2 separate regions of the Mus musculus genome follow, and region 1 is linked to region 2. Evidence: chromatin contacts called from public Hi-C data. All regions are on one chromosome and are shown on one strand. The core of a region is the stretch at or near the end of the contact, and the rest is flanking DNA. Distances in the headings are between cores, read along the strand shown. Region 1 overlaps Gm35787 (a long non-coding RNA gene). Region 2 has its middle 49 kb from the start of Gm35787.

The links. A called contact is a pair of places that touch in the nucleus more often than the background predicts.
Region 1: a contact with region 2 is called in a Hi-C map of liver, with 2.1 times the contacts expected there. The contact joins two enhancer-like sites. A contact is called at or near these places in 1 of 39 promoter capture datasets (liver), 3 of 15 datasets of contacts at CTCF or cohesin (CD8 T cells, large pre-B cells and pro-B cells), 8 of 484 Hi-C or Micro-C datasets (liver, multipotent progenitors, nephron progenitors and 2 more) and 2 of 115 datasets of contacts at active chromatin or transcription factors (embryonic stem cells and large pre-B cells).

What each region holds. Positions count from the first base shown.
Region 1 is chr3:129,428,632-129,431,331 of GRCm38.p6, forward strand. It overlaps Gm35787 (a long non-coding RNA gene), which reads left to right. Exons shown (of 5, transcript XR_376058.2): 3 at 1,916-2,031; 4 at 2,212-2,269. Among named protein-coding and RNA genes, the nearest start is that of Gm35787, 6.9 kb to the left of the region's middle. Within about 2 kb of position 1,255, at least 33 of the 459 cell types and tissues checked have an H3K27ac peak or open chromatin away from gene starts, as enhancers often do. A contact at or near this core is called in liver, where this site is marked.
Region 2 is chr3:129,470,793-129,473,492 of GRCm38.p6, forward strand. No RefSeq gene overlaps it. Among named protein-coding and RNA genes, the nearest start is that of Gm35787, 49 kb to the left of the region's middle. Within about 2 kb of position 1,424, at least 10 of the 459 cell types and tissues checked have an H3K27ac peak or open chromatin away from gene starts, as enhancers often do. A contact at or near this core is called in liver, where this site is marked.

The sequences.
Region 1 (2,700 bases), core at 5-2,504, 42 kb before region 2:
CCCCCAGGTGTGAGCATACACAAAAAGGGAGGGGAAAGTAGGAAGGGGGGAGGGAGGGAGGGAGGGGTAGGGGGGAGGAAGGAAGGAGGGAGGGAGTGGGAGTGGGGAGGGAGTGGGAGGGGGGAGGGAGGGGGGAGGGAAGGGGGAGGGAGGGAGGGAGGGAGGGGGAGGGGGAGGGAGGGGCAGGGGGGAGGGAGGAAGGAGGGAGGGAGGGGGAGGGGGGAGGGAGGGAGGAAGAGAAGAGGAATGAGTCTAAGGTTTTCCAGAGAGGTATGGACAGCATGTCACTGGCACACACTGAAGAGAGTATATCACCACCAAACATGAGATAGCTCTGAGAACGCTGCGTCCATCATCTCCTGCAGCTGGGCTCACCTAACTGAAGCAGACATAATGAAACTGTGTTGAATACATGTTTCTCCTGTTGGGCTGAATAATTATTCATGCAATTACTTGTACATTTTCAGAGTGCTGGCCTGCTAGTTAGTCTCTCAGGGGATGGGATCTCAGAAATAAATAGATTCTGACACCATTAGCTTTCTCAGGAGCATGATGAACCCTGCAAATGGCTCTCTCAACCCAGAGGGCTTACAGGACACAGGCTCTTGCACCATGCTCTGGGCGACCTTTCTCTTTGGCCAGAGGCGTTCTGTCCATGCCTCCCTCGCATGCAGACGTGGAGCCCAGGCTGGCGTGATTACAGGAGCACTGCCAAGCTTCTGATTGAACTGGTTTCAATATTGATGCTGGGCCCAGCTTCTCTTTGCACTTCTGCCTTGCTTCAACAAAACAATCAGCTAGAGAAAATAAAGCTCTGAGACAATTCAGCCCAGTGTTGACATAGCCTATTTCAAACTCTCAGCGCTATTGTTTAAAATATGCCCTGTACAAACCAGTAAGCCTGTCTAAGTGGCTAAAATTGAAATTGTGACTCAGATGTCAGCAACTTGATGAGAAATACGTAAAGGATTTTGCTCCTCTGTCTCAGGAGTTCTGCTTTCTCAGAGGAGAAATTTAAAAAAAAAAAAAACATAAAAAAAAACAAAAAAACAACTTCCTATTGTGTAACACAGACAGTTTAACTATACAGTTAAATTCTTAAAATCATTGATTTCTATTGTACATCTTAATTTCTTTCTTTATTATTTATTTATTTTTTGTTTATTTTGTTGAGACAGGGTTTCTCTGTATAGCCTTGGCTGTCCTGAAACTCACTCTGTAGACCAAGCTGTCCTTGATCTCAAAGGCCACCTGCCTCCACCTCCTGAATGCCAAGATGAAAGGTGTGTGCCGCCACCTCCTGGCTGATTTCTTTCAGATTGTTTATAAATGAGCTCTTCATTAGAAAGAAAAGACAAAATGGTTACATAGAATCCACAGATTACACAATAACTAAGATTTAGTTAAAATTGATTTCCCTCCTTTAATTAAACATAGATTCTTTTCTCATATAACATAATATGAATACAGTTTCCCCTCTCCCCTCCCCTACCTTTCTTCCATCCTTAGAATGATTTTTTAAAGAAATGAATTCAGTAATTGAATTGAATATAAATACAGAATCAAAAGTAATAGGTCAGGAGTTGGGCATGGTGACTCACACCTGTAATCTTAGCAATTGGGAGGTAGGGTCAGGAAGAACAGAAGTTCACAGCCAATTTCAAGTATAGAGTTCAAGGCCAACCTGGACTATATGAAAGCTTGTTCAAAGACACACAGAGAGAGAAGGGGGGAGGGGAGGGGGAGGGGGAGAGGGAGAGGGATGGGGAGAGGGAGAGGGATGGGGAGAGGGAGGGGGAGGGGGAGGGGGAGGGGGAGAGGGAGAGGGAGAGGGAGAGGGAGAGGGAGAGGGAGAGGGAGAGGGAGAGGGAGAAATGGTTTATTACTTTATAAATCTTTGATGTGTGCCCTCCAGGTAACACGGCACACATCAATCCTACAGCCCATTAACCTCAGACCCTGTGTAATCTACTCATCATTTGAAGGATGGCTACACCCAAGTGTTCATTTCCTTGTGAGAATAAGGAAGAGGTGATTACAGTTTAGTTTTTTTACCCACGTGGTTGATAGTTCCTACTGTTTCTCTCTCTGGTTGCTTCAGGGGTATTTTGTATGCATCTCTCTAGCACTATCACAGTCTACTGTACACTTTGTACTGACAGATACAACCCTCTTAACCATATTCACTTGTTGCGCGTTGCTGTTTTGTAGGAACCAAATCGAACCCTGAAAGCATCTTTAAGAGGAACCACCTGTCTCAACATAAGAGGTAAAACAGACAAATGAGGAAATAGCAATCTAAACATGATTAAAAATATGGAAACAAACCTCAGGAGAACTCTAAGTAGGTACAGCTAGAGGAGATTGTCTCTCCCGCTTCCCCACAAATACAGCATTGAATGTGGAAAGTGAAGCACTCAGGCAGAAATTCCAGAAAATGTGTATAGAAAATGCTCAAGTGGGTTGGTACCCAGGGGATACTTCCCCCTTCTCGGAGGTGAAGGGGAGGGGCTGGGAGTAGGGGCAGCATGAGGGGGGCTGGGAGGAGAGGGGGTCTGCAATCAGGATGTAAAGTGAATAAATAACTAAACAAAGAAAATGCTCCATAAAGTTGGACATTATCACCCACAATGCCACTGTTTTTGGAGATGCTATCATTATGATCCTGTGCACAGCATTTATTATTTGAAAACATATAGG
Region 2 (2,700 bases), core at 174-2,673:
CAGAAAGAATTGTCTAAGAGCGTAAAGAGATCAACATTTTTAAATGAGATTTGCGGTAATATAAAGAGACCATGCACCCCCAACTTCAAGTGAATTATAATCTTTTACTGTTAGCAGATAACGGGGAAAGGGGCCTAGTATAAACTCCTAAACCTAAGAACAGTGGAAGGAACATTGCCTGTTCCAGGTCTGAGAGAAGCAATCTCCCAAATTCCCGGGAGAAAGCAAAGGGAAGATAAGTATTCATGTCTGTGAAGGAGGCCAGTGAGATTCACTGTCCAGGTATATCCTGTCTTACACACACACACACACACATGCACACAAACACACACACATGCATGCACACACACACTAACAACAGACATAATCCCGTTTTTCAATTTACATATAAGAAAAATTAGGAAGACAATATTGTTGAGATAAAACTATCAAGCTTGGGACTAAAGCCAAGGCATCTAACTCTCTTTCTTTCCCCCAAGCCCTGCCTCGTCTCTCTATCTCTTCCCTCTCTCTCTCTCTGTCTTTCACCTCCTGCATCTCCTCTCCCTCTTCTTTCTCTCTGTCTCTCTCTCTCTCTGTCTCTCTCTCTCTCTCTGTCTCTCTCTCTCATTCTGTCATTTTTTGACATTATACCATATCTTCTCCCCCACCCCCAGGTATGAACCCCTAGTACAATGTTGACCTGCCACTGACCTGCAAGAGTTTGCTCAACTCCCGTTCAATGAGGTGAGGGGTAACTTCAGTACATTAGCTTCCTGGATTTCTGGACTTGTAAACTTGCCTCTACCCATATCACAAACCCCTAAGCCTGGTCTAGTCCATACCTGAATAGATTTTATGTGTTTTCATAGCTGCTGAGAAGTTGTTGGTTTTTTTTGTTTGTTTGTTTTTTGTTTTTTACCATTTAGTTTATGTCATCATAGAATAAGAATCCAACCTTCAGGAGTCCATTCTCTCTTTCTCTCACGTGGGTCCCAGGAATCAAATTCATGTCACCAAGCTTGGTGGCAGGTGCCTTTACCCACTGAGCAACCTCACTAGCAGAGTTTAGTGTTTCAAATGAAGATTTTTCAAACATGAAATGCCAACGTTGATGATTAAAAACAAAAGTTCCCGAACAAGCAAGCACAACGCAAAATGGGTGCCTGCCTTTCATGCCATTTACATGTGCCGGCCCACTCCTCAGGCGCTGAGCCTCTCAGAGCGATGAGCCCCGGGTCCTTGTGGCCATTTTAATTTCTGTTTCATTGGGATTAGCCTGTCTTCGAAGGTTTCCTGTCTCTCGCCGTTTTCATCCTCATCTAATCCATGAAGAGAAGTTGTTTTGCAATCTGACTTCCAGCAGCCGAGGTTGAAAAGATGACCATGCACATTTTTATCAGCAGTGTCAGCAGGTCAGACTTTGCACTGCTATCTGGCGAGAAGAGCTCGCAAACCATTCCCGACTTCCTAACAGCGTTCTTGCCCTCCCCACCTCCCAGGTCATGCATGGCATTAACGGTGCCTACTGTTCTCTTACCTTACATTAACACCAGGGCCTCGACTCTGCCAATGAAACATTAGTGGTTAGGCATATCCAAAGCTATGAAAGTCAGTAAATGATTGGAATTACTTCTGGCCACCCAGGTAAGGCACATTTGGGAGTAGTGACCAAATAGAAGATGATGAAACTGAAGAGGATACAGGTAGGTTCCTAGCTCACCACAGAAAGATCCCATGTATTGGAAGGCAGCCTAGCCCAGCTAAGCCCCTACAGACTCACAAGAACTATGGTCTATTGTGTGATGCCAAGATTTCACAGTTTGATTTATATTTTTTTTTTCAACCATAGCTACCTGGAACATCGCCTTGTGCTACTGGATTCCTGTTGCTTTTCAACAAATGCTTCCAAGGAAAAGGGGTGTAAAATGGCAAATACTTTTATCTTACAAACGTCTTAGTTAGGGTTTTACTACTGTGAACAGACACCATGACCAATGCAACTCTTATAAGGACAACATTTAATGGAGGCTGGCTTACAGGTTCAGAGGTTCAGTCTATTATCAAGGCGGGAGCATGGCAGTGTCCAGGCCGGCATGGTGCAGGAGGAGCTGAGTGTTCTACATCTTCATCTGAAGGCTGCTAGCAGAATACTGACTTCCAGGCAGCAGGGATGAGGGTCTTAAGCCCACACCCACAGTTACACACCTACCTCTACAAGGCCACACCTCCTAATGTCGCTTTCTGAGCCAAGCATATACAAACCATCACACAAGGCCTGTAGATGGGGTTGTTTTGTTTTCTTGCTATGAAGCCAAGGTTGGTCTCAAACTTCACATTTAGCCCAGGATGCTTGGGAACCGTGTAACTCTCCTAACTTAACCTCCAGAGCCGGTGGCTGGTCACTGTGCCCAGCTGAGAGTGTAGAAGAGCCCGAGGTAGGTGTTGCTGGCTCATAATATGTAATGCAAATACAGTAGGATCTTTCACAGTCACCCAAAGTGCAATCAGGGAACTGAGGCAGAAGGCTTGCTTCCAGAATGGCTAGCTCACGGGCTTACAATAGGGTGCCCCGTGTTGCCCGATGAGCAGGATACCTCGAGGCCTTACCATGAAAAATACTCCAAGGCTACTCCAGTATCCTCAAGCAGGACAGCTTCCTTTCCTATGAAAAGAGGAACACCCATGACTTGAAGGGCTAGTCTCCAATACCATACTTCC